Regions from separate parts of the Mus musculus genome. Here all the other regions are linked to region 1. Evidence: chromatin contacts called from public HiChIP or PLAC-seq and promoter capture Hi-C data. All regions are on one chromosome and are shown on one strand. The core of a region is the stretch at or near the end of the contact, and the rest is flanking DNA. Distances in the headings are between cores, read along the strand shown.

Region 1 (5,133 bases), core at 1,521-4,020:
TTGTGCATTTAAGCCTTGGGCCTGGCTAATACAGTGGAACCTTGATGTTACTCAGAACGTTTCTGTGTCGTTCTTTACACAAGGTTCTCATCTCTCTCTAACCCCCCCCAATTTGGTTCTTAGGAGAAGGTCCCCTCGAGACCCTCGAATAGAATAACTGGACCTGCTGGACGGGTCAAGGCAGGATGAGCTGAACTCTGAGGTCAGCCTAAGTTAAACAGCAAGAACCTGATTAAAAAAGAATAAATAATAAGGTAAACTGAGAACATGTGTAAAAGCCTAATGTAAGGATATATCAGAGGATAGCAGTCGCTCATCTACTGCAAAGACGCAAAGGAAAACCAGGTCTGCCCAAACACAGAAAATCACTTACTCTTTTTTTGTTTGTTTGTTTGTTTGTTTTTGTTTTTGGAGACAGGGTTTCTCTGTGTAGCCCTGGCTGTCCTGGAACTCACTTTGTAGACCCGGCTGGCCTCAAACTCAGAAATCCACCTGCCTCTGCCTCCCAAGTGCTGGGATTAAAGGCGTGCGCCACCACCGCCCAGCCACTTACTCTTTTTAAAAATTTAATTTAATTACTTATTTGTTTTGCCATAGAGCCTTACCGCATAACCCTGGCTGGCCTGAACTCATTGTGTAGACAGGGCTGGCCTCTACCAGGTTCAAAGCACCACTCCCACGGAGAGTGCTGGTGACACTGTCCTAAACAGAAGGCCTTTGGATAAACAGAAAGACTTACTGGATTAACAAGCCTAAAGGTTTCTGTTTATTAGCAGAGCAAATCTTTTAAGGTAGTTTCTCTTCACCAAGAACCTCCCTGAACGTTCCCTCCTGGAAGGTCAACTACCTCAGGCAATGCCACCTGCTTTAACCTATCCGAAAAACAGAATAATCTTATCAGCTCAGATTTCCCCCCACCTCCACCCCGTCACAAAGTCTGCTTGTTTTCCCAACAGGCTGCTCCTATCTCTGTCCCAAGAGACTGGCCTTAGCAGTTTGATTCTAAAGGAATCTTTCTGTCTACAAAGTGGTCTAGCTTGGTAGTTTCTCTGGGACATCTCTTAACAGCCTCAAACTTCACAGAGATCCCCTGTCTCCTAAGTGCTGAGATCAAGGGTGTGGCCTACCATACCAAGTTTCTTTTGTTTTTAGGCTGGTGTGTGTATGTGTACACACACACACACACACACACACATACACACGTATACACGTGTGCACGTGACCGTGCCCACCCCAAGCCTATGGAGCCTGAGTATAGAGGTCAGAGGATAATTTGCAGCAATCCTTCACAGTGTGATTCTAGTGATAGAATTCAGGTCTCTAGCTGGACTCCAAAGCACCTTTACAGGCTGAGCTGGTTTTGTCCAACAAAGCAAATCTTTTTACCCTTTTACCAAAGTGAAGGTATTGCTAGCCAGAGCTAAGTCCATTCTTACTTAGAGCTGAATTAAGTCTCCCAATTTCTCTCTCTCTCCTTCTTGATTTAGTTGTTTTTTTTGTTTTGGTTTTTTTTTTTTTTTTTTTTTTTTGTGACAGGGTTTCTCCGTGTAACAAACCCTGGCAAGTCTTGTAACTGTAGCCAGGGTTGTCCTTGACCTCAGAGATCCACCTGCTTCTGCCTGGAACAATGGGGTTAAAGGCACACACCTTCGCGCTCAGCTCCAATTTCTTGAATTTGAATAGGAGCTCCAATTTTCGAAAACGCCCTGTAATCAACCTGGCAGGAAGACATTCTGAGGAGAAACACTTGGCTCCCTTTGGCTATCAGGCAATTGAAATAATGGACTCCAAAGAATTGGAATTTCTCCAGGAATTTTTTGGTGGGAAGGGGTAAGACAAAGCTTCGAGTTAGTGTAGAGGAAGAACTTGGTTTCTGGAAAGAGATTTCTCAAGTATCTGAAGCTCGTTGAATCCCCATGTAGGACAGTCTGGAGCAGAGATTATGGTGGGTCAGACCACCTCTTACAAGACCATTCTGGTTCCCGTCGCCCGGTTTAAACCAAAACTTCACGTCAGTACCCCCAAAGATGAACTTCCGGGGGGGGGGGGCTGAACTTTATCTTCCTAATGTGGCCCTTTGAAAAAAAAATCTGTTTTTTTGCTATTTTCTCTATTATTCGACTACTGAGGATGAGTGGGAGTTTAGCTCGTTAGGGTTGCTAGGGCCCAAGCGTTGACGCTCAACATTACCTTAGCAATCTCAGTTTCTAAAATATAAAAAATTCTGCACACTTATGCTAAAGGGCTCAGATAAGACTGGACCTTAACTGCCCATCTCATATAGTAAGGCGTAAACTAGTTGAGGCAGTGACGGGCCAAGGAAAGTTTTGTGGGTAGCTGGTTTTGTGGATAGCTGTTCTTGCACTTGGCATTCACAAGTGCCGCTCTGTACAATGCTCTGCGAACGCACCGTACGTGGCAGACAGCAACAACCAATTTCTCAGCTCCTTTCAGTCCAACCGCAGGACCGCCCGCAGGGCCAGGTGTTTCCGCAGCGAGCTCGACGCGGCTTCTCGCAGGGTGCACCCCGCCGTTCCAGCAACCGCGCAAGCCACTTCCGTCTTCTTGGTGCATACTTGCCCGGGTAGCCACCGCGAGCTCCACTGCTTTGCAAAGGCTCAGTCTCAAGGCCCGCCAACCCGAGCTTGGGGGCTGGGCCCGCCCCGCCCCGCCCATCTACGCCAGGGCACGTCGCGGGCGGGGCCCCGCCCACCGCGCAGGCCGACACGCCTTCGGATTGGCCGCTGGGCTACGGATGCTCGGGTAGGACGCGCCTCCTCCCGACTTTCCCGCCAGCGGCGGCCGCGCGGTGGATGCGATCCTTGTAGGCGCTCGGAGCCGTGGCCCGGTCTGCCCGTCAGCCTTCATCATGTCCCGACAAAGCACCTTGTACAGCTTCTTCCCCAAGTCCCCGGCACTCGGCGACACCAAGAAGGCCGCGGCCGAGGCCTCACGCCAAGGTGCCGCTGCCTCTGGAGCCTCCGCTTCCCGCGGCGGGGATGCGGCCTGGAGCGAGGCTGAACCCGGGTCCCGGTCCGCGGCGGTATCCGCCTCGTCGCCGGAGGCAAAGGATCTCAACGGAGGGCTGCGGAGGGCCTCCTCCTCCGCGCAGGCCGTGCCTCCCAGGTAGCCGGCTCGGTCGGGGCTGCGGCGGCGCGCGGGTCTCCCGGAAGGAGGGGGAGGCTGCTCCGTGCCAGGCGGCGGGAGGAGGGGCGGCCTGCCGGCCCGGGAGAAGCGGGGCCGGTGCCCGGGACTCTCGGGGGACGCTGCGAGCAAGCGAGCGCACTCCCACTGTGGGGGTGGGGAGGCTCGGGAGGCTCGGGGACGGAGACACCCTCCCCCAAAGTGGCCGGAGCGGGAACGGTGGGTGTCCTGCTGCGATCCGCGGCCTGAGGGGGCGGGGCGGATCGGATCGGGCAGGGAGCTCCTCCGGGTGGCGAGCCTACGGTGGGAGGAAACTCGGGTTGCAGGTGGAAGTTTGTAGATAGTGAAAGCGGCGCTCCGGCTTGGGACGACAGTTTTTTTTAACCCACCTTTTCACAGGAGGGAAGAGTGCGGGAGATTTTTCGCAGTTAGTGGGTCTTCGGAGTATTGGGCAAGCCCTGGGCAAGAAGGTTTACTGGGGGAAACTTGCCTGGAGTTGTACTCGCACTTTGTAAATTTGGCTGTCGTTTGTAGGAACGACTAGAGACATTTATTTTATCTATTTATTTTCATTTTTTTTCGAGACAGAGTTTCTCTGTGTAGCCCTGGCTGTCCTGGAACTCAGACATCCACCTGCCTCTGCTGGGATTAAGAAGTGTGCAGCGACTTATTTAAAATGTAAAGAGTTCTTTCTGGAGTCCAGTACTCTGGAGTTTCAGCTTGGGCACCAGGAAGAGCTGGCGTATGCTCCTGGGGCAGAGAAAATGATTTTGGATCTCTAATTTCTTTCCTTCCCTTTGGCTATAAAGGACACAGTTCAGACACAGGTAAACACAGAGGTGTATTTTGCCTCCGTGTATGTATGTGTGCCCATGTGCATGCACGCTGCCTGAGAGAGGCCAGAGGAGGACCTCAGCCTCTGTAGTTAGAGATATTGTGAGCTACTGGGTGGGTGCAGGGAATCAAACCTGGTTCCTATGGAAGAATGCCAGTGCTCTTAACTGCTGAGCAGCTCTCCAGCCCCATTATTTCTATATTTTTTAAAATTACCTGTTAGTGTGTATATGTGTGTATGCATGCTATAGTAGGTTGTGGAAATCAGAGGACAACTTAAGAGTTGGTTCTTCCACCAACCGTCCTGTGGATAAAACTCAGGCCATCCTTTGCGTTATCGCCTAGGCCATATCTTCACTGGTATTTTTTTTTAGACAGGGTTTTGTAGCCCTGGATGTCCTGGAATGCACTCTGTAGATCACCTGTCTCTGGTTCCCAAGTACTGGGATTAAAGGTGTGCGCCACCACGCCTGGATACCCCGACTTATTTATTTTCTTTCTTTCTTTCTTTCTTTCTTTCTTTCTTTCTTTCTTTCTTTCTATCTTTCTTTCTTTCTTTCTTTCATGTGTGTGAGTACACTGTTGCGGTCTTCAAACACATCAGAAGAGGGTATCAGATCCCCACTACAGATGGTTGTGAGCCACCATGTGGTTGCTGGGAATTGAACCCAGGACCTCTGGAAGAGCAGTTAGTGCTCTTAACTGCTGAGCCATCTTTCCAGCCCCGCCTTAACTCTTCTTAAAAAATAATTACACTATTTATGGGGGGTATAGGAGATGGGTATGGGAGATGTGTAAATGGCACAGGGTGTGTATGGAGTTCAGTACAATTTGTGAGAGGCACTTTTACCCAGGTACTAAAACTTGCTGAGTCATCACTCTGGCTTCTTAATCCTTTCTCCTTCCTTTTTTTTTTCTTTCTTTCTTTTTTTTTTTTTTTTGTTGTTGTTGTTTTTCAAGACGGTTTCTCTGTGCAGCCCTGGCTGTCCTGGTACTCACTTTGTAGACCAGGCTGACCTCGAACTCAGAAATCCGCCTGCCTCTGCCTTCCAAGTGCTGGGATTAAAGATGTGCTCAGCCATGCCTTGCTTCTTTCATTCTTAAACCGAGTCTATATGTATCTCAGGCTGGCTATGAACTCACAGAAATCTATCC
Region 2 (5,309 bases), core at 546-3,045, 530 kb before region 1:
GAAGTTACTAGAATAGTTGTCGATGTAGCAACGATACATTTAAATATAAAACTTACTGGGGAGAACCACTGTTAAGATATAAATTCTAATTTTCCAGTAAAGATTTAAATCCTATGCTAACTAAAAAAATAATAAGTTACTATACAACTTGGAGTGTCAATTACTGCCTATAATTTACATCGTGTTTCCCCTTACAAAGAACAAATTCAGTCAGCATATTAAAATTCATTAGTTAAAAAATATATATCAAAAAGAATTCACCAAAGTTAAATGAAGGCTAGCTCTCTCAAGGTGAACACTCCCCACACCCAAGCAGGCTGGAGGTTTCAGTTGGCAGGGATTCCCAACTACTGTTTAAGATGTCACCTTGCCTCCTGGACACACCCATTGCTGTAACCATTTGGCAAGGGAGTAAAATAAGTATTGCAAATTATCGTCCTCATTAATTTTTTTAAAACAGAAAACACGAAGAGGGACTTATTTTTCAAAGCTCTTTCTAAAATCTCCTGCTCTCTTTTACACTCTTTAAGTGTACAGTTACTGACGGCCATTATTGCATAGGTGAACTGTCCGTAAGAACTAAGATCAGATGGCAACTTCCACTCTGAAACGCAAGTCGTTTTCAAGGAACTCTGCGTGTGGTAGAGGTGAACAGGAGTGCACCTGAGCACTCAAGAATTTAGCGACCCGCCCCTTAATTGCTACTTCCACTAGCTCATGGGGGCCGAAAAACGCCTTTGAGACCCTAACTGAGGTCGGTTGCTTTCCCTTTACGAGCTCTATTTTTTTTTTTTTTGAGAAAGCGCCCGACTTCCAGCAAAAGCTTGTATTCTTCAACGATTTAAAAAAAGAAAAAAAAATTAATCATCCAGTCTGGGTAGCGGAAGCCAGCACCAGATGGAGTGAACAAGCAGCAGCAGCAGCAGCCCTGCGCGGAGGGGGAGGGGGGACTGCTGGGGTCCCCTCCCCCGCCCATCCCCGCAGCGCCGCGGGCCGCCCAGACCTCCGCAGTCCTGCAGGTGCCAGCGCAGCAGCTGGGGCGCGAGCCGAGCCGAGCCGCGTAGGGCGGCGGCTCGGGGCCCCGCGCGCTCACCCCACCCGACCCCCGCGGCGGGGGTCCCCGCACGGGCTGGACCCACGGGGCGCGCCCCCGGCCCGGCCCGGCCCGGCCTCGCGGGGATGCGGGCTAACGGCGCCCGCTCGCCTCGGGGCCCCGCGCTCCTCCCCACCCCACCCCCCGCGCATGGCGGCCGGGCGGACAAAGGCGCTTCCTGGCGCCCGCGCTCGCTCGGCGGTGGCCGTTGGCGGTTTGAATCCGGCCCCCGGGGCTGACCTTTGGCGCCGCCTCGGCCGCAGCCCCTCCTGCTCTGCTCTCTCGACCGAGCCCACGGCCCCGCACCCCAGATCCATCCTCCCCCGGCCAAGCCCCGCAGCGGTCCCCCGACTCATCTAAAAGGGAACCCAAGAGGACAGGGGTGGGGGACACCTGCGACACAAGTGTCGCGGGGGGCCTCCTGGCTTTTTTTTTTTTTTTTTTTTGGTGCCGTCCCTCTGGCGAGGACAGTTCTGAGAGGGGAGGTCCCCTCTTTAGTCAATCCGCTTCAGCATCTTTCCCCGACCCGCGGGGCGCCGGCCGCTCAGCTACGCACTCACCATGCTGCAAGGGCTACGGGTTTCCGAGACGCGACCAGACAACCGCTCGACTCGCTCGCTCCACTCGGACTAATTCTCCTCCTCCGCCCCCAGCTCCTCATAAACACCTCCCTCCGCCTCCCTCCGCCAGATCCCTCCGCCTCATCCAGATAACGGAACCTAGCGAACGAGTCCCGGCCAGCCCCCGCCCCCTCCCCCCCCCCAACTCTCCGGGAGACCCCCTTTCTCCGCAGTCACTGGGCAGACACGCAAGAGAGAAAGGGGAGCAGGGGGACGGATGACGTAAGTGGGTTCCACTCCCAGGCAAGCCGTTAAAAGGCCGGGGGAACCGCGCCTGGCAGGAGCTACTTTGCGGCGCGGAGGAGCACCGCGGTGGCGGTCGACCAGGCGAACCTCGTTGAGCTTGCTGCTGATTGGCTGATTTGTACCTGCAATGCGTCACTTTCTCTCGCAGCCGGAACGCGGTTGCGGCTTCTGCCGTTGCTTGCTCGCGCCGCGCTGTCCTGGCAACTGCGCCAGGCGGCAGCGTGGCTCTCTCTGCGCTCGGCTGGAGGACCTTCTTCCACCCGTCCTGCCTGCCACAGACACACGCACACACTCACCTTCCCGCCCCGTATGGAGGTGCTGCTGACAAAAACAACACGGGCCAAAACAAAAAATAAATAAAACTGAAGGACACCCCCCCCCCCCAGTAAACACCCACCCAGCGCGCCCAGCTTCTCAGCGTTGCTGCATAGGGAGGCCGGTCGTTTTTCATTACACGGTGCCGAACCCATGCAGCTCAGCTGACAAGCTAATCAAAAAAGGGGCTTCCGTTTATGCCTACCCTTCGCTTCTCTTTCCTAGCAGTAATTTATCAGAAAGCTACTCAAACCCACTGTATCCGAGAGTGTGTGCTGTCGGTCTCCCCAAGGAGCCCCTCTGAAATTAGAAGCCCAAAGTAGACAACCAGAAAAGGATGATGGGGGTTAGAGAGGAAAATAAGGATTCCATCCTCAAAATACAGTGCCCAGAGAAGATTGATGGAACAGCCACGGCCCAGAGAGAATTAGGAAGATGGCGAAGGCAGAAAGAACTTCCCAGTTGAAAAAGCACCACCATGCAAACCCTCAAACCGTGGAGAGCAATCACTTTGTAAAAAGCAAGGCAAGATGAAACCTCAACTTCAGAAAGAAGCCTGCCTTCAGGATAGTTTCCCCGTTCAGCAAGAACATTTCGGTGCTAACAGCTATATGCACCCACTCGGAGAGTCCATTTTAACCTCCTTTACCTAAGTTAGACATCCCTCACACCTTTAAACATATCTTTTAATGAAGCCAGAGCTGGGCCCTCTTTCAGTCATGGAAACCAGACATTAAGCGGCCTTCTAATTAGCACTAACAAAGCTGACACCCTTTCGAACGAATGCCCACTCGATGGGAATACCAAACCAAACCAAACCTCAGATTTCTGTTTCTATTATCCTTGCCAATGTGGTGCCCTGATAATACTGAAAGGGAGGAGAGCTAATTAACCTTACCCCACAAATGAGATAAATATCATTATTTGGGAATATTACTTTAAAATGGGCACCTCCAGCCAAGAATCTGACGCCACCGTTCCGTTCCAGTGCACTACATTCTGGTAAATTCAAAGTTTTTCCAAGATATACCTCAGAAATTTGTCTGTGACTCCTCCTCAGATCTTCAGATGGAAGACCTACTAATTTTTTTTTTTGTCTTTCCGCTGACTCAGTAAAAATATTCTCTCCTTACACAGTACCCCATTAGCATGCGGTGATTTTACATATGAAATTTTTAATGGTGGGAAATTGAATGACAAAATGAATAATCACCTCTTCAAGGGAAGGAATTTTTAAGAGGATTGGTGCAGAATGTATGATAAGTACGCACTGACTCGTGCCTAGAGAGACGCGGTAGTGCTTGCTAACAAGTATATAGAAATATATTTTTTTTTTAAATAGAGAATATAGGAAAGCTCTTCCAGGTTTCGTAGGTTGGGTTTTGGTAACGCCTTTCTTGCATAATCTTCCTTGTTGACCTCTTAAGAAGACAAAGAAAAGTCAAGGGTTACATTTAAAGCCATTGCGGTTTATGTGTATTTGAGACTGTTCCAAGTCAATTTATTTATAGAGCACTTGTCTTCCGAAATATGACAGAGATCTCCGCCTAACCCTGGCAGTTGTCAGTGAAACGCAAAGTCAGCGAAGACTGTGTATCAGAGCCTTGGAAATATCTTTTTTTTTCTTCTGTCTGGTTCCCACGGTGAGATCTTAGAGTTCTCTACCTTTGTCCATCTTGGGGGAAAGAAAAAAAACAAGCAAGTTCTTCCCCATCGCTGCTTCTTCCTCATTTTCTGAATTGAGATAATACCGCCTTATCTCTGGATAGCTTCCTTTCCGGAGCTTCTCTCTCTTTTACCCAGTTTTGCTAGTTAGCAGTGAAACAAGCAAACAGAACATCACATAACACCATTCTTGAATATAGTCTATGGGTTTCTGAACAAATTGAAAAAATTAAGTCCTACTTTTTCCAGGGCATTGATCCTATGCAATGAGTCAATTTCTCTTCTATGATCTAGAATGGAATTGGGGAGGTAGGACGGAAGCCATCTTCTTCCACGGTTCAGACTCGTCGCCCTGGCTGAGAAGGTTACGCTGTTTTTCCTTTAATGAGGCAAAGCAGGACTAAGATGAGGCGACAGTTAGCTTTCCATCACTGTGACGAAACACCTCGATTCAAGAAAGCACCATGGCAGCTGCAGCTGGGGCTGACACTCACTTGTCTCTGTCACTTCCAGGCCTGTGTGGAGGAAAGCATCCTGGAAACGTCAGGGGAAAGAGCAAAGCTCTTAGAGAACTTAATGTTATAACCAAGCCTCTCCCCACCTCCCCAACTCATTAATCCATGAGGCCACGGAGGAATCAATCTATTCATGAAGTCAGAGCCATCGTGATCCAATCACCTCCAAAGGTCCCACACTGAAGAGTGTAGCCTTGAATACCATGCCTGCCACACATGAGCTGTTATAGAATACTTAGGAGTCAATCCAGGGCTGGAGAGATGGCTCAACAATCACGAGCTCTATCTAGCTCTTCTTTCAGAGGACTAGAGTTTAGTTCTCAGCACCCACGTTGGGCAGCTGTATGCAACTCCAACTACAGAGAAGCCAATGTCCTCTTCTGGCCTCTGCAAGCACAGATACTCATATGTGTGCAAGAGTACACACACACACATGCACACGCACAGGCACTCGCACACATGCACAGGCACGCGTGTTGATACAGCAGATAGGTCAGATTAAGTAAATTACAAGGAATGCAAGTTCATCTCTCAGTTCCAGACCTGGGAGTCCAAGAACACGGTTCTAGCACTTGGTGTGGTATATGAACCTTCTGGCGTCGTCATCACATGGTGGAGGGCTTCACCGGGTGATGCAGACCCAACACACTAGTTTGTATCTTCTTATACAGCCACTAAAGGCATCCTGACCTGATCTAACACTACTTCCTGAAGACCTGCCTCCAATTTCCAGTAACATGGATTTGGGGGTTAAGTGTCCACATGTAAGTGTTTAGAGGGCACATCCAAATCATAGCACATGGGGATGTGGGTAGAGGTGGGAGGGGGAAAGGGGTGGTTTCAGCCCTGTGAGAA
Region 3 (5,112 bases), core at 2,094-4,593, 560 kb after region 1:
CTCACCATATTCACTTAACATCCTGGACTAAAGCCTCACAACTTTTGTCATACACGTTGATCTTCATAAAGCTAAAACTAGCCCTTTTTGCCTTAAGGAACATTGTCTAGGGCTAGAACAGGCTTCATCATTGTGCTTGGGGCCATTTGAAATAGCAAACTTTTCAACAAAATAATGCAAAGCATTCACTTAGTATCATCTTGCGGGATGTCAGTTGGGAATATAGGCTTTGGGTCAGTCAGATCTTTGCTACTCTGCCTGCTTGCAGATGCTCTAGTGAGTGTTGTATTTGAGTTACACACACATTTTATGCAAATTTGCAGATTCATTTTGCAGATAATGAATACTGACCTTGAACACAGCATGTCAGAGTCAGCAACAACCAGCTTTTGTTCCATTTCTATGAATTTCTAGAGATCTGTGCCCTCATTAGGTTTGATAACCAACAATTGACAGGATGGTATTGAATTTTGCCTATTTAAGATTTTAGTGTGTGTGTGTGTGTGTGTGTGTGTATGTGTGCATGTGTGTGCCATAGCTTATGTGCAGAAGTCCAAGGTCACCTTGCAGGAGTCAGCTATCTCCTACCATGTGTATCCTGGGACTGAAATCAGTCGTCAGTCTCTATGGCAGGCGCTGTCTGAGCCATCTTGCCAGTCAGAATATTTAAATTCAATCCTCACAATATTTCAATCTCAATAATCTAGAGTTCCCCCCCCCACCAAAACTATGGGTTATTAAAGCCCACCTGCCAATTAACTTTTTCCCATGCCTCAGTCACCCTTTGAAATAGTAAAACATGTAGATATGGCCTTTTTAAAAAAATTGATATTTGGGAGTTCTTTACAGATTTGGACAAGAGCCTGCTGTAGGGTTTGTATGCTGCTATTACCTTCTTCCCCTTTGTGGCTGGCCTTTTTAATACTAGTTGAGAATGAGAATCTTAATTTTAATTTACTCTTATTTACCAACTAGGGTTTTAAAACAATGTGTCTGATCAAACAGCCAGCCAGTCAAAATAAATTTCTAAATTCAGTAATATGAATTCATACAGACTCTCTTGCTAAAGTTGTATGTTTTTCTTTGGAATGTTATTTTCTGGAATGACATTTTTAAAACAATAAAAAAAATTTCCATTCCTATTCAAACCATGGAAATGGATTACACCATTTAATTCTGCCACTTGGTGGTGCTACAGGGAACTAACACTCCTCTCAGGAACGGTTATTCTGGAAGTTTGGATGGCAGTACTTATTTATTAGCAAGTGTAAAGTGTACAGTTTTAGTTTGTACAGGAAACGATACAGGCTGAGCTCTTTGCTGAACAACTCCTGGATTGCTCCCAGATAAAAGAGAAGCTAGCTAGCACAGCTTTCACTTTAATTATACCTCTAAATAATCCACAGGGCTGACTTAGCCTTCCTAGATGCGTTTCCTCCATAATAAAGGTAATAATATTTACTTTAAAAAACCTAGAGAAATCAAGTTGATGCTCCTCTGTCCTGTTTCATTTCCTTCTTTTTCTGCTAGAGGCACCGAACAACCAGTGTTCTAGTTGTCTCTGTGTTTTTACTACATATTCATGTGTTTAAGAATAATGTTGGGCCGGGCAGTGGTGGCACACGCCTTTGATCCCAGCACTTGGGAGGCAGAAGCAGGCAGATTTCTGAGTTCGAGGCCAGCCTGGTCTACAAAGTGAGTTCCAGGACAGCCAGGGCTACACAGAGAAACCCTGTCTCAGAAAAAAAAGAAAAAGAAAAAGAAAAAAACCAGATGGCTCAGTAGGTAAGAGCACTGATCCTAAGGTCCTGAGTTCAAATCCCAGCAACCACATGGTGGCTCACAACCATCTGTAATGAGATCTGGTGCCCTCTTCTGGTGCTTCTGAAGTCAGCTACAGTGTACTTACATATAATAATAAATAAATCTTTGGGCCTGAGCAAGCAGGGACTGAGTGAGCCAGGCCAGCTGGAGTGAGCAGAGGTCCTAAAAATTCAATTTGCAACAACCACAAGAAGGCTCACAACCATCTGTACAGCTACAGTGTACTCATATACATTAAATAAAATAAAAATCGGAATAATGTTACTTCACATATTATGGAGATTATACACACACACACACACACACACACACAGTACATACTGTGTGTGTGTAGTCCAGACTGCTCTCAAACTTGACTTCCTCATGCCTCAGCCTCCCAAATGCTAGGACTGCTGGTATGACTAAACATGTCTGGCTACTTCCACTTCATAATTTTTAAGATTATTTATAGTATATTACAATTCACTATTTTTTTTTTAAAGACAGAGTTTCACTGGCTGGCCTGAAACTTAATATGTAAACCAGTAGAGATCCATTTGCCTGTCTGCCTTCTAAGTACTGAGATTAAAGGTTTATACAGCTGCACCCAGTGCAATTGACTTATTTAGCATAATGTTCATATGTATGTGTTTGTGTACAAATGTAGTTCATTAGTTTCAACTGTCATATTATGTCTCAAGAAACACATATCTTTCTTCATTCATATTATTCTAACAAGAAATACTTCAATGCTATACCTACATTAATCCTCAACAGAACTGTCAAAAATATTTTAAATGAAAAGGAGCAGTTTTTCATCATAAGGTATCTCAAGATATCTAGTCTAGCCGTTTTTTTTTTAAAAACAAAACAAAACATTAATGGTCTTTACATCTCAATGCGTGGTAGAAATTTTCAGAAACTGTATGTTCTTTTACGGCTTAAAATGTTCTGATAGATGAATAAGGGTCAGGGGCGGGCATGTGGCATTTGAGTAGAGAAAGGTCAATGACAAAACACAGAAGACAATGAAGGTTTTCTGATCTGAGAAGGGGAGAAGGGCAAACGGTATAAATATGTGCTAGGTTGGACGGTTTACAGTGTAGCACAAGTCTGGGTATCCAGATAATGAATGAGAAGGCGGAAAACAAGCTTCCAAGAAGCAAGCGACTGACGCTAGGCGGTTGCTATGGCGACTAGGGGACTGGGTAGCCAGAATTCTTGATGTTCTTAGAATGCTTCTCCTTGCATCCTCTGTCTCTCCCTTCGGTGTTCCATCCATTCCGTAGGCACTCATTCTCCTCCCGCTTGATTCTGGCTCGCCCGGAAACGGGTCGCCATCTTCCCGCCTCTTCCAACATGGCGTCTAGGGTCTCAGGAGGGGCAAAAGCACCGCACAGGCGGGTCCGTCGGGCCGCACATGCGCGAACCGGAGCACCAGAGGGCGGGGCGGTGATGTCAAGACGTCGCCCCGCCCCCGGTGGTCGCCCCGCCTCTGGTCCCGCTCCTCCTCCCTCCCGCCTGGAAACCCGGAAGTGGAGGAGGAGGAGGCGCGGCGGCGGCGGCGGTGCTGCAGAAGCTGGCTGAGCCCTGCCCGGGAGGAGCAAGTGTGGGGTTGGGGGCGGGGGGCGGGGCTCGGCAGCCCGGGCGGCCAGGCCTGGACGGGGCGGGGGAGGCCATGGCCTCCGCAGAGTTGCAGGGGAAGTACCAGAAGCTGGCTCAGGAGTACTCGAAGGTACCCATCGTGGGTGGGGGAGACAGGGGTTTCTGGCCCGGAGGCCTCAGCTGGCCGTGGCAGCGATTTGGGATGGTGGGGGGGATGCAGAGGGCTCCTCCTCTCCTCTCCACCTCCTGCTTCCACCATTACGATGCCTCCACCTGCAGCTCCATGGAGATAGGGCCGGGCGGTGTCTGGGTCCGTGTGCGTCTCTGCAGAAAGGAGCTGGAGTTTGAGTCTTCCTTCTCGCTGGACCAGCAGGCTTAGAAATGGAATGACAGAAATCCAAGGCACAGCTCTTGGTGCTAGCCTGAGGGGAAGGGAGGAATGAGGGACCACCCTATGCTCTCTGCTTTCTCAGTTCGCCCGATGATGGGGAAATCACCATCTCCTTTTCGCGAGGAGATGCTTTTAAAGTTAAAACGACTTATTTGCCACCACATCAGTTTGGGAGCGTAAACGGCCTCATTGGGATGGGTGCTTTGGAATACAGATGTTGTCGCCACTGATTTTGACAGCTTGGGTGGTGGGGCTGATGTCTTTTTCTCTTGCACCTTCCTTCCGTGGAATGGGGCAGTGCACACCGCAGGTTCTCCTTAAATACAGAATTATGCAAAACAGGGACCCGGCCTTCTGAAGTGTCAGTCTTTCAAATGGTGAAACCTTTTTCTTGGACAAGGGTGGTGCAGTTTCTGGGTAGGGTTTTCTGCCTGAAGAATATTCTAATGAAGTTATTAAAGCAGAATCTCACGCCTTTGAAAAGGATTCGGTAGTCGTGTTTAATTTCCAATTATCTTGGCATTCACAGAAGCAATGAAAAGATTTCGCCCTTTTTCTAATTTGAAAAAAAAAAAAACCCAAGTGTACGACATCCCCCTTTATGATTTTATTAAGCTTGTATTTGGGAAGGTAAAGTGAAATATAAAGAAATGATACTGGCACCTAAGCGTGCACCCTTAAGTCCTCAGCATCAGATGGGAGCCTTGATGGCATTCAGCTTATCACTCACCTTGTCCACTCCCTTTGTAGTTCCGTCTGAAATCCTCGTAGACTTCTGTGGCTCAGCGCCTGAGATAGTGCATTGTCTTTTGGGGGAGGATTCCCTTGTTTGGAACAGTTCCATATAACGAAGGAGGGTGGGTGGAGGATGGCAGTGCCCAAATTTGCCACTACTATTTTTGGTTGAAAATGTTTCATGCATATAAAGTAAGGGGCCCGATTTCCATCTCTGGAGGGTAAATAACTTTGAAAGTTTGGTTCCAAATGGCCAGTGAGTAGAGTTCCAGAAGGGCTCAGAGCAGTGGCCGTGTTGCGGGAATAATTATATCACCTCCTAAAGTAATGAAAGGCATGGAAAGGTTTTATTCTTTTGGGTATGTTAATGTGTTCAACAAACTCATGTTATATGTGCACCCCGCAAGCAGTGTGCCAGGCTCAGTTGAGAAAGCCGGAGTTCAAGCTGCACAATCACCTTTAATAGACCCTTAAATTAGCGTGGCCTGCAATTATGATACAGTGTAGCAAGTGATGGTCAGCGCAGCTCAGAGGAGAGGTCACTGGGGAAGGGGGAGTTCCTTACACTAGGGAGTAGG
Region 4 (5,379 bases), core at 983-3,482, 590 kb after region 1:
AAATAATTTCAATACTTAAGTATACATTACTCTCATGCTGGAGATGTGGCTCAGTGATAAGAGCACATTTTGTTCTTCTCGAGCGCCTGGCTGTGAGTTCTAGCTTCTACACGGTACGTAGCTCACAACCACCCATAACTCCAGGTCCAGGGCCTGTGAAACCTCCTCTGGCCTCCTCGTGAACACACACACAAATGGTACACAGACATATGCAGGCAAAGCACTTAGACAAATAAAACATTGTATATGTGTATGTGTATGTGTGTGTATCTACCTATCTACCTATCTATCTACCTATCTATCTACCTATCTATCTATCTATCTATCTATCTATCTAAACATTTAGACAAAAATTTTTTTTTATAAAAGAAAAAAGAAAGCCAAGCATAGTGGTGCACACTTTTAATCCAGAGGCAGAGGCAGGCGGATCTCTGAGTTCGAGGCCAGCCTGGTCTGCAGAGCGAGCTCCAGGACACCAGGGCTGCACAGAGACAAGGAAAGGGGCGTCATCAAGGATGCTCACCTTTCAACCCTGCCGTTCCCAGTTTAGAAGAAGAGTGTGAATCTTCCCTCTGCACACCTGCACTGAGAGCCAGGAACCTGGAGCTGTCCCAGGACATGAAGACGATGACAGCCGTGTTTGAGAAGCTGCAGACGTATGTCACTCTCCTCGCCTTGCCAAGTAAGTGAGACCACGGCCCACGGCTCAGCTGCAAGGGCCGGGCAGCGCAGAGGCTGGAGAGGGTGTGGGTCAGCTCGGGAGAGTGGGCAGAACAGAAGGTCTGGGAGCAGAAAACCCTGCATTCAGTGAGCTAGAGGTAGGGAATTAAAGGGTAAGTGGAGTTGAGTGCTGTGCTATGAAGGTAAGATAAACTATTGGGCATGAACCATGCATTAAATATGAATTCGCTCTCTCTCCTCTTTTCTTAAGTGGAGAAGGGAGAGCCATGACTGTTTATAGGGTGAGCGTAACAACACTTCACTAAGGGAGCCACAGGGAGCCACAGGGGCATCAGGGTCATTTGGTAGCAGCTTTTAAAGTTGTGGATTGTCTCCCTTTAGCCTAACTAGAGAAAAATACTCAGGCAGTCACTGAGGACTTCAGTTTCAGTGATGTTTTTAAGAATGCTGCGGTTTTAGCTGGGCCTGGAGGTACATCTGTGATCTCGGGACCCAGGAAGCTGAGGCACAAGTACCCTAAGTTTCCTGCATTTCTTCACAGCCTGGGCTTTAAAGGCAGAAGGGAGGGGGGGAGAGGAGGGGTGGGAGGAGGGGGGAGGGAGGGAAAGGAGAAGGGAGAGGGAGGGGGAAGAGAGAGAAGGAGTGAGGGAGGGAGGGAGGGACGATTACAGCACAAGAGCGACAGCATAAGGAAAGTGCCTTAGCCAGGCGTGGTGCACGCCTTAAATCCCAGCACATGGCAGGCAGAGGCAGGCAGATTTCTGAGTTCAAGGCCAGCCTGGTCTACAGAGTGAGTTCCAGAACAGCCAGGGTTACACAGAGAAACCCTGTCTCGAAAAAACAAAACAAACAAACAAACAAAAAAAACAACCCCGCCCCCCTCCCCCCCAAAAAAGGAAAAGTGCCTGTTTTTGTCTCTTCTGTGCTCTCAGTTACCTACTGCAGTTTACCCACTTAAAGCCCAGCCCAGCAGCTTTCAGTGTGCTCATGCCTTGCCCTACAGTGCAGACCGGTTTACACCATTTAGTCGCCTGAAGAACCTTTTGTTCTTCAGCTATAGCTTTCTTGCCTAACGCCAAGCAGCTACTTCTCTAATTCCCATCTCCAGATTAACAAATGGTCCCACTATATGTAATTGGGTGGGTTTGTTAGCTTTCATGTAATAAAGCTTACGAGACTGATGCAAAATGTAGAGCACGTATCCACTCTCCATACCTTTTTATTGCAGAATACCAAGTAGTACAATGTGCATCCATCAAAAAATTGGGATTGTTTGACTATTACGAACAATAATGCTACAGACATTAGCATACAAGCTTATATGTGGGTTTATCTTTTCGTTCTCTGGGTCTGGTGACACCCTCCTATACCTAGGAGCAGACCTGCTAGATCAGATGGTTGACTATATTGAACTATCTGAAAAGTTACCAAGACCATTTTCCTCCTGCCAGCAATATTCAAGAGTTAAATTTTTCCTCATCCGCACTAACAGTTGCTGTTATTGGACTTTGGTCTTGGCCGTCCTGGTGTTCTGAACCCTTTCTGACCCTTTGCTGTGGTTTGACTTCCTTTTCCCTGCTGTCTGGCTTGCCCGATGCATGTTTATTTCTTTGGTGAAACATCTGTTTGGATCTCTTCTTCATTTTAAGTTGGGTTCAGTTGTTTGCCTTCTTATCATTGAGTTATAACAGTTCTTTATATATTCCACAGCCAAATCCCTTGTTGGATATGTGATCCACTGAATTTTCTTGTACTTAGGGGCTTGTTTTTTTCTTTGTCTGCAACATGCTTTAAAACACAGACATCTTTAAGTGTGATGAAAGTCTATTATCCGTTTATCTGTTATTTCTTTCTGTTGGGGAGGGGTCCTGCTTTTCCCATATGTAAAAACCCCTTATCAAGTCCAAAGTTATGAGGACTTGTTTACCTCTAAGAGCTTAACAATTTTTATGGTTACACTTGGGTCTTTGATCCATTTTGAGTTAATTTGGGTGTGTGGTGCAGGGTGAGGTGTGACTCCTCCTTTTCATGTGGCTGCCCAGCAGCATCTCTGTCCATTTGTCCAGAGGATAGTTCATTGTGGCAAATGGTCCTGCACCCTCACTGAAAGTCAGTTGACCATACATATGTGAGTTTATTCCTGGACTTCCAGTATTGTTCCTGAATCTACGTGCCTCCTGTGCAGTCACACACCGTTCTGATGACTGTTGCTTTGTAGAAGTTTTGAGATGAGGAGGTGTGAACCCTCCTACATTCTTCTTTTTCAACAGTGTTTTGGCTGTTCAGGGTCCCTTCTTATGAACTGCAGCAGCAGCTTGCAGGGTTCTATAGCGTACGTGTCTCATTTGTGGTAGGTACTTTGTTATAGTAGTCCCGGGAAACATACTGAGAGTATTGCTTCTCAGGTCTTCTGATCCATGAACATGGTGTTTCCTTAAGCAATGTAGTTTTGGGGGCCTGGGACTTACTCCTGCTGCTGCTCCTGGACCTCAGCCTTGGGCATGCGCAGTCAGGATGATAGTGGTGCTTTGATTGACTTTGCGGCCTCTCCTTCCCTAATTAGACCCTGGATTAAGCTCCTCTGATTGTGGCTCTGGGCTTTTTTGAAGGCTTTGGAGCATGTGTCACTTAAAAACAATTGCATTCAATACAGGCTTCTTTAGAGTTAACATATATAGTGAGCTGGTAGCATTTTTGAGGTTAGTGTTCATGATTTGTGGCTGCCAGAGGCCTGTGTCTTTCTTCTCACTGTGGTAACTTACCTATAGTCTGGTTCAGTGAATCGGCCAGTCTCTTCGGTGCTTTCACCACAGTTCATCGAGTGAGAGCCATAGGCTTGATGACGTCTTCATTTATCCCAGGGGAGAGCATTTCCTTGCTGCTTTGTTTTTGTTTTTTTTTCTAGAGCTCAGTCTCAGAGCTACAGTTGAAGTGTTGGGGACAGTTGTATCTCAGGTCTCTTTGGTTTGCCAGGGGTGACAAGGGTCACAGCGTTCTCTGCAGCACTTGGTCAAGGTAGAGCCTCATCTCAGACGTGGGAGAGTAGGTGAAGGAAGGGGTCCCTCCCCACTTCTTGGCCAGACCTGATCAGAACTTAACCTCATCAGGCAGTGGCTGGGAGAAAGAGGAGACATCCAGCCGTATCTCGGGAACAGGAGAGGGACGCCTGTGTGCTGGGCTGTGCCTGTAGGCAGAGGGATTTCTGTTGCACTGAGCTGGTGCGGGGAGACTTGGCTCACTTACGACGGACTTGTGCTATTCCTTCCGCGTCGTTACTGACTTTCTCCTCTTCGTTTATTGTGTGTAAGTTCAATGTGATGTGTGTGTGTCCACGTGTGCATACACTGTCACCTTCCCAGCGAAATGCTCACGGACTTGTGACTGTTTTCTTTCTAGGTACAGAGCCAGATGGACTCCTTCGAACAAACTACACTTCCGTCTTAACAAATGTTGGTGCTGCTCTGCATGGATTTCATGATGTCATGAAAGGTGAGCTTTGAACCCGAACCTGAGTCTGTGAAAGCCTTCGTTTTTGAGATCTGCCTGCATTTTGCTTAAACACTGCTGAGGGTTACAGACCCAGAAAAAGGCTCAGCAGCCTTTGGATTCCGTGAAAGTGCACAGCTACAGCCTTCTGCCCTTCCATCTGCTTCACTGCTGAAAGTAAACACAGTACCCAAGAGCACAGTACCCAAGAGCACAGTACCCAAGAGCACAGTACCCAAGAGCACAGTACCCAGGAGCACAGTACCCAGGAGCACAGTACCCAGGAGCACAGTACCCAGGAGCACAGTACCCAGGAGCACAGTACCCAGGAGCACAGTACCCAGGAGCACAGTACCCAAGAGCACAGTACCCAGGAGCACAGTACCCAGGAGCACAGTACCCAGGAGCACAGTACCCAAGAGCACAGTACCCAAGAGCACAGTACCCAAGAGCACAGTACCCAGGAGCACAGTACCCAGGAGCACAGTACCCAGGAGCACAGTACCCAAGAGCACAGTACCCAAGAGCACAGTACCCAGGAGCACAGTACCCAGGAGCACAGTACCCAGGAGCACAGTACCCAAGAGCACAGTACCCAAGAGCACAGTACCCAAGAGCAGACCTCGGCACAGTGCTTACAGGAAGCACGCTGTGGTGATCTGCACGGAACTGGGCTTGGACCCCACCAGACACCCAGCAAAGTCTGTTATACTTGTTAGAAGTCAAGCATGCAGGAACGGTACCCTAGTGCCCCTTATCCTGAAAATATTTATTTGTCTTTTTAAGACAGCCTCACTATGTAGTCTTGGCTACGCAGATCTCTCTAGATAGTTGAAGCTTGTGGCCTTCCTGCCTCTGCTCTGGAATGCTGGGGTTACAGGCACACACTGTGCCCAGCGCCTCACTGGCATCCTTCTTAGTGTTGCTTAGTGCTGGGGATTGAACCTAGGGCCCTAAACAGGTTACATTACTGTTCTACACTGAGCTACATTCCAAGCTCATATTTTGGTATCTAAAATGCCTGTTTTAAATCTGGTCTTGTTGAGCATAACATTTAAGAAATAAAAATCTCAGGTGTAGTGGCACACACCTTTAGTTCCAGTATAGAGAGGTAGGGACAGGAGGATCTCTGAGTTCTAGGCCAGCTTGGCCTACATAGATACCCCCTGTGTCAATAAATAAATAAGTAAATGAGTGAATAATAAATAAATG
Region 5 (5,863 bases), core at 1,743-4,242, 530 kb after region 1:
CATGCGCAGGAGGCAGGCGCACATGCGTCCTGCGGAGCCATAGCTCATTTTTTTTTTTTTCTTTCTTATTTTGCTCTGGTGTTGAGAACAAACCCGGGGTCTTCTGCTTAGTAGGCAAAAACTGTGCTACCCCGAGCCCAGCAGCTCCTCTGTGAGCCTTCAGCTTCAGTCACTTCTAGCTTCAACTTGTTTCTTGTTTTGTTTTGACATTTCTTGTTTTTGTTGTATTTTTTTGGTTTGGTTTGATTTTTGGAGACAAGGTTTCTCTATGTAGCCCTCGCTCTCCTGGAACTTGATCTGTAGACCAGGCTGGCCTCAGAGATCTACCTGCCTCTGCCTCCTGAGTGCTGGGGTTAAAGGTGTGTACACCACCATCTTGCTTATTAATTTTTTAAAGTTTTAAATTAAAATTTATTTACCTCCCCACATTCCTGTGTATGTGTCCCGTGCATTCTATAGCACGTGTGTGGCAGTCAGATGGGGGGGGGGGCGGCGGCGGCGGCGGGGGTGTGTGTCTCTGCAGGGGTCAGGCAGAGAAGCAAAGGGAGAAGAGAAGAGAATGAAATTCCGTTCAGCTTTGTTAGCCAAGTCTGCTATCGGGTGGTTTATTCCCAACATATTTAAGCCCAGTATAATTTGGTGGGGAAAAGTTTCCTGGTATAATACAATCCCTGGTGCACCCAAATAGACATAATTACATGAAAACGCGACTCAGGGCACATACCATTTCTTCCAAGAAGGTGATTTCTTGAGATATGCTTTGGCCTGGACTCAGTCATACAGATAGCATAGAGGCCATTTGGGCTATTAACCACGTCTGGTCCTGGATTAAGAACTTGGTGGAGCCTCTGGCTACAAGGGTCATTTAGACAATTAGATATTGCAGTCCTGGTTGATATAGCCTGGCCCAACAGATAACGAGGATCACAAGACTATTGATCACTTCCAATTCTCACTTTCCCATTGGAAAGACTGCTGTGTGCTTAACATTCTTGGATTCTCTGGGGAAATCTGTGTGTGCAAACACTTTAGTGCTGTGCTCCCACAGAGGACAACACATAGGACTTGATTCTGTCCTGTTGCCATGTGGCTCCCAGAGATCGAACCAAGGTGGCCAGGCTTGGCATCGAGGGCCACCCTGCCCGCAGCCATCTCAGAGACCCATTTCTGTTTTTTGAGACAAGATCTTCCTGTATATCTCCAGCTGGTCTGGAGCGCCTGATCGTCTTGCCTCCGTGTCTCAAGTGCCAGGATGACAGAAGTGTACCATCAGTGGCCAGATGGAGCTGCTCGCAGAGGATTTCCTCCTGGCCTGCCAGGAGCCCTGCCTGCCTGGCCTTGGGTCTGGGGCGGGCTTCCTGTAAGTCTTTCCCAGCGTGGTAGATGGACAAAGGCAAGAGATGGAGCCATTTGACTGCGGGCCAGCCTTTGCTTTCCTGTTTAGCAATGGAGGCATTTTGTAAATGATTTTCTTTTTTTATTTTTATTTTATTTATTTATTTACTTATTGGTTTTTCGAGACAGGGTTTCTCTATGTAGCCCTGGCTGTCCTGGAACTCACTCTGTAGACCAGGTTGGCCTCAAACTCAGAAATCTGCCTGCCTCTGCCTCCCGAGTGCTGGGATTAAAGGCGTGCACCAACACGCCCGGCTGATTTTTTTTTTTTTTTAAGAACAAATTGTGGAAGCATGCAGAAAGTGTGTTTGTAACTTTCAGTGCTATTATTGCTATTATGTTGCTCTCAGCCCAAATCTCCTTTATCATGCTCAAACGATCATTTTTTCTGTTAACCAAACCGTTTGACTTACATCTGTCGTTCTAGGAACATTGTCATCCATCACAAATACTTAACTGCAGATAGATGTTTATATTTCCATTTTTAAAGCTCATTTATTGTATATAGCTCAGTCTAAATAACCGGAACTGTAATCTCATAAAAGCTAAAAATGAAAGGGAATTTGTAAAATTTATTTTGCAAGCAAATAAGGTGTAAAAATATTATCAAAAATTTTCACAGGGATGTTGTGGGATCTCTATAAAAACAGCAACTTTTTTTTTGGCGTCTAGCTAGCATGTAATAAATGAAGTCACCACAAAGTTTATACTTCCAGAAACAGGCATGCCCTCAAAGACATCTCTCTCTCTCTCTCTCTCTCTCTCTCTCTCTCTCTCTCATGCGAGTGCGTACATGCGCTCTCGCTCAGAGTCCTATACTAACGAATCTCTGTGACCCAGGCCCAAGTCCTGAGCGCTCTCTGCAGCACACCTATCGCAGAGCCCTGTGTCTAGTTCTGTCTGTTGGTTTGTCCAATGCTGCCTTGGTACCTGCATCTCTTTGTTTCCTGTTCCACAATAGGTTACAAGCTTACAAGCACCACTTTCCACAGTGTTCTCTTCTTCCTAGAGCTTCGTACTCTCCCCAAAACTTTCCTTTAACCTTGGCGCCTCCCTGAATCGTTCTCCTCTGTACTCCACCATCAGTCTGCCAAGAAATCCAGGTGTATTCAGTCATGCCCAGAACCTGCTAGCTCCTCGGGGCCTCCTCTACCGCTCACCTCTGAGACTGTCTTATTCCCCCACTACCAGACTTCCCTGGAGCCGGGCTTCTACCCTACTGTCTCCTTTAGTCCCCGCAGGCTCTGCCCTCAGCACTGCAGCAAGTGTGACCCTGTATCAGGAGTCAGACACTGTCAGCATTAGCCGTCCTGAGCGGCTGAAGCTGGGAGCTGATCGCTCCTAGATCTCTGCTCAGACTTTACACCTTTACATACACCGGTGCCTGGTGGAATCAGCAAAGCTGCAAGCTAGTGCTTTGATTTCTCTTTTAGAGCCGCGTTTCCCAGTAGCTGGCCACTCCCACAGTTACCCCCTTTGGAACAGTTCAGAAAGCCTGCCCATGCCTTCTGCTTCTCTCTCTTCCTTGCCTGTGCCACGCCAGTCCCTCCCTTTGCTGTTCCCCAAATGTGCTGCACACCCTCTGCTCCCAATGCCCAGGGCCCCGCCCCCAGGCGCCTACACCTCTCATCTGTGAGTCACCATTCAAGAGTCACTTCTCCCTCTCCAACTCCCCTGACCTCTTCCCCTTTCTACTGCCAACAAAATTCTGACTTAGTGTAGCATGCATCACTAGAATGCCCCTCCAGGAGGTCAAGTATTTGACTGTCCTCTGTACAGCTGTGTCCCATAGCTCAACCCAGTGTCCCTCGGTAAGCCACTCATGTACCCACTGACTGGGGGACCAGATCAGTTCCCATCTCCTTTGTAATCTTGCCAAGCTCTACACTTCTCTCCACCACGGGAGCGTCTCACTCACTACCCAGCCCCGACTGTGGCTGTATATGAATTCTTCAGTACCTACCTCAGTGCCCAGTGCACATGACAGCCAGAATTTTTTTTATATTATATATTTTTTAAAGATTTATTTATTTATTATATGTAAGTACACTGTAGCTGTCTTCAGACACCCCAGAAGAGGGCGTCAGATTTCGTTATGGATGGTTGTGAGCCACCATGTGGTTGCTGGGATTTGAACTCCAGACCTTTTGGAAGAGCAGTCGGGTACTCTTACCCACTGAGCCATCTCGTCAGCCCGACAGCCAGAATTTAATTATCACAGTCCTCGTGATAGCACCGTTTGGATGGCCCGGAGTGGGCAGGGATCAGGAGATTTGGAGAATGTGGGACAAAAGATGGTGGTCTTCTGTAGTCTCAGCTTTGAACATGACAGGTATATTCTCTCTCTCTCTCTCTCTCTCTCTCTCTCTCTCTCTCTCTCTCTCTCTCTCTCCTTCCCTCCCTCTCTCTCCTCTCTTTCTGGATAGGGCTAACCTAGAACCCACCCCCTAAGTAAACAAGGCTGTCTTGGAACTCACAGAGAGCCACCTGTCTCTGCCTCCCCAGTGCTGGGATTGAAGGCGTGACTACAGAAAGCACCAGAAAGGGGAAAAAAAAAAAAGTATCCTTTGTCGTGCTCCTCCCAATCTCTCTCATCAGCTGTCATTCCTGTCTTTGCGAAGCCTTCCTCTCCCTTGCTCCCCAGGCCTGTTTTGTACACAGAGGCAGTGCCTCAGTGATGAGGGGCTTTCAGAAGGTTTCTTGTTCTCAAATACTTTCTTACATCCCAGCGCTGCGATCCTTGGGGTCTGTTTGCACAGTCTCAGGGGAGAAAATGACAGACGTGGAGGATATTTTTAATTTTCAAATGGCTTTATGGGGGTTCAGTGCTTGCCTGGCATAATGATCCCAGCACTCAGGGAGGCCGGAGTTATAAGTCACCCTTAGATTTTCTTAGAGATCCAGGCTAGCTGGGCAAATGAGTGTGTATCAAAAAAGCAAACAAGTCGTTATGTCCCTTAGAGTTTAGTGAGAGTCAGAAGTGTGGGGATGTATGACTGTAGTTAAAGCTTAGACAGAATTGCTGGGAGTCCGCAAAGCACCCTTAACCTGAACTCACAGGGTTTGGGAGAGAGCGTTGGATGTAGCTGCTTCATAGAGAAAACCGGGCAGCCGTCGGTGGAGTGGGGGTGCGGGCAAGGGGTTAGAATCCACACTGACTGAATTGTACGGATCTGGGGGACAGCGGTCAGACTGAGACAGGCCTTCAGCACCCCGTATTTCCAAGGGCTTTCTTGAACAGGTTGGAAATAGCCCAGGCAAATCGCATTGAGAAGGGTGCTTCAACTCTCACCCTCTCCTCCAGCCCCTTGTCCTAGTCTAAAAGCCTTGCTTGTGTTTCTGAAGGTGGCCCGGAACTCGCTGGGTTCCAGGAAGAAAAGGCCGAGGGGGCTGCAGCGTCTGGTCTGTGACCCCTTACTGCTTTGGGTCTGTTCATCCCAGCCACAGGTGCTCCCCGCCCCCAACGCTGCCCAGGCCGCCCAGGACAAAGGAAGGGTTGTGCCTGCATAAGAGGGCTATTTGCCTCCTTGCCCAGCCATCACGTGAGGACAAAGGGTCCACACCCTAACTCAGCTGAAAGAGTGCAAAGTGTCCCAACACGCCCTGCAAAAGGACTTACTGATTTTCCAGTTAAGAATTTGCCTAACCTGTTCTGTTCAAACAGGCTAATTGTTTCCTGAAAAAGATGAAGTCACTAGAGAGACGTGCCTAAACAATTGCTACCAGTGGTCATGGGCGTGCCTCAGATTGGTAACCAGTTTCAGGACTGTCACCTCAAGTGGCTGCAAATTTGGTGATGGCGCGCTCCCTGGTGGCAAAATGAGGTTATACCAGGCAGAAAACAGCTTGAGAAAGCCAATGGAACGGAGACCTTGAAAATAGGGAAGAGGGGCGATAGGTTTGTGGGACGTTTGTGGTTTTCTTTCTTTCTTTCTTTCTTTCTTTCTTTCTTTCTTTCTTTCTTTCTTTCTTTCTTTCTTTCTTTCTTTCTTTCTTTCTTTCTTTCTTTCCTTCCTTCCTTCCTTCCTTCCTTCCTTCTTTCTTTCTTTCTTTCTTTCTTTCTTTCTTTTTTTTTTTGGTTTTTCGAGACAGGGTTTCTCTGTATACTCCTGGCTGTCCTGGAACTCACTTTGTAGACCAGGCTGGCCTCGAACTCAGAAATCTGCCTGCCTCTGCCTCCCGAGTTCTGGGATTAAAGGCGTGTGCCACCACGCCCGGCTTGTGGTTATTTCTTAATAAATATCTGTTGGCTGGGCTGGGGCATTGAGTGGTTAGTGGGTGGACCGGTGGTTCATGCCTGCCATCCCATCCAGCTCTTGGACCATGGAGTGAGGAGTCGTCAAGGCTAATCTTGGCTTTTACAGCAAATTCTAGACCAGCCTGGGACTCAAAACCGACCAACAAAAAAATGAAATATAACCCACCAGGTGTGTGGATTTTAATAATAAAAGTGAACAATCTGCCCAAA

What was found. Promoter capture Hi-C pulls out the DNA fragments that hold promoters and counts their contacts. HiChIP or PLAC-seq counts read pairs in DNA pulled down with a chosen protein or histone mark.
Region 2: a promoter capture Hi-C map of pre-B cells shows a contact between it and region 1, with 4 times the contacts expected there. The contact joins the promoter of Calm2 here to the promoter of Msh6 in region 1. A contact is called at or near these places in 1 of 39 promoter capture datasets (pre-B cells), 1 of 484 Hi-C or Micro-C datasets (embryonic stem cells) and 4 of 115 datasets of contacts at active chromatin or transcription factors (effector CD8 T cells, embryonic stem cells, memory CD8 T cells and 1 more).
Region 3: a contact with region 1 is called in a promoter capture Hi-C map of pre-B cells. The contact joins the promoter of Ppp1r21 here to the promoter of Msh6 in region 1. A contact is called at or near these places in 13 of 39 promoter capture datasets (the 3T3-L1 cell line, the C10 cell line, the HPC-7 cell line and 9 more), 6 of 484 Hi-C or Micro-C datasets (B cells, CD4 T cells, embryonic stem cells and 2 more), 25 of 115 datasets of contacts at active chromatin or transcription factors (the 230-238 cell line, astrocytes, bone marrow-derived macrophages and 16 more) and 3 of 9 other capture datasets (adipose tissue, liver and macrophages).
Region 4: a contact with region 1 is called in a promoter capture Hi-C map of liver, with 2.2 times the contacts expected there. The contact joins the enhancer-like site here to the promoter of Msh6 in region 1. A contact is called at or near these places in 6 of 39 promoter capture datasets (cranial neural crest, hippocampal neurons, liver and 2 more), 9 of 115 datasets of contacts at active chromatin or transcription factors (acute myeloid leukemia, bone marrow-derived macrophages, differentiating embryonic stem cells and 6 more) and 2 of 9 other capture datasets (liver and macrophages).
Region 5: a contact with region 1 is called in an H3K27ac HiChIP or PLAC-seq map of embryonic stem cells, with 15 times the contacts expected there. The contact joins the enhancer-like site here to the promoter of Msh6 in region 1. A contact is called at or near these places in 21 of 39 promoter capture datasets (the 3T3-L1 cell line, 3T3-L1-derived adipocytes, the C10 cell line and 13 more), 1 of 15 datasets of contacts at CTCF or cohesin (embryonic stem cells), 10 of 484 Hi-C or Micro-C datasets (B cells, CD4 T cells, CD8 T cells and 5 more), 28 of 115 datasets of contacts at active chromatin or transcription factors (the 230-238 cell line, astrocytes, bone marrow-derived macrophages and 14 more) and 4 of 9 other capture datasets (adipose tissue, embryonic stem cells, liver and 1 more).

What each region holds. Positions count from the first base shown.
Region 1 is chr17:87,972,280-87,977,412 of GRCm38.p6, forward strand. Msh6 (mutS homolog 6) reads left to right here and starts at 2,771. Exons shown (of 10, transcript NM_010830.2): 1 at 2,771-3,126. The coding sequence starts at 2,870.
Region 2 is chr17:87,445,140-87,450,448 of GRCm38.p6, forward strand. It overlaps Calm2 (calmodulin 2), which reads right to left and starts at 1,796. Exons shown (of 6, transcript NM_007589.5): 1 at 1,654-1,796. The coding sequence starts at 1,656.
Region 3 is chr17:88,526,781-88,531,892 of GRCm38.p6, forward strand. It overlaps Ppp1r21 (protein phosphatase 1, regulatory subunit 21), which reads left to right and starts at 3,344. Exons shown (of 22, transcript NM_028658.4): 1 at 3,344-3,538. The coding sequence starts at 3,482.
Region 4 is chr17:88,561,564-88,566,942 of GRCm38.p6, forward strand. It overlaps Ppp1r21 (protein phosphatase 1, regulatory subunit 21), which reads left to right. Exons shown (of 22, transcript NM_028658.4): 12 at 546-682; 13 at 4,078-4,170. Among named protein-coding and RNA genes, the nearest start is that of Ppp1r21, 34 kb to the left of the region's middle. Within about 2 kb of position 2,233, at least 14 of the 459 cell types and tissues checked have an H3K27ac peak or open chromatin away from gene starts, as enhancers often do. A contact at or near this core is called in liver and pro-B cells, where this site is marked.
Region 5 is chr17:88,506,284-88,512,146 of GRCm38.p6, forward strand. No RefSeq gene overlaps it. Among named protein-coding and RNA genes, the nearest start is that of Ppp1r21, 21 kb to the right of the region's middle. Within about 2 kb of position 2,993, at least 115 of the 459 cell types and tissues checked have an H3K27ac peak or open chromatin away from gene starts, as enhancers often do. A contact at or near this core is called in CD8 T cells, the HPC-7 cell line, adipose tissue and 4 more, where this site is marked.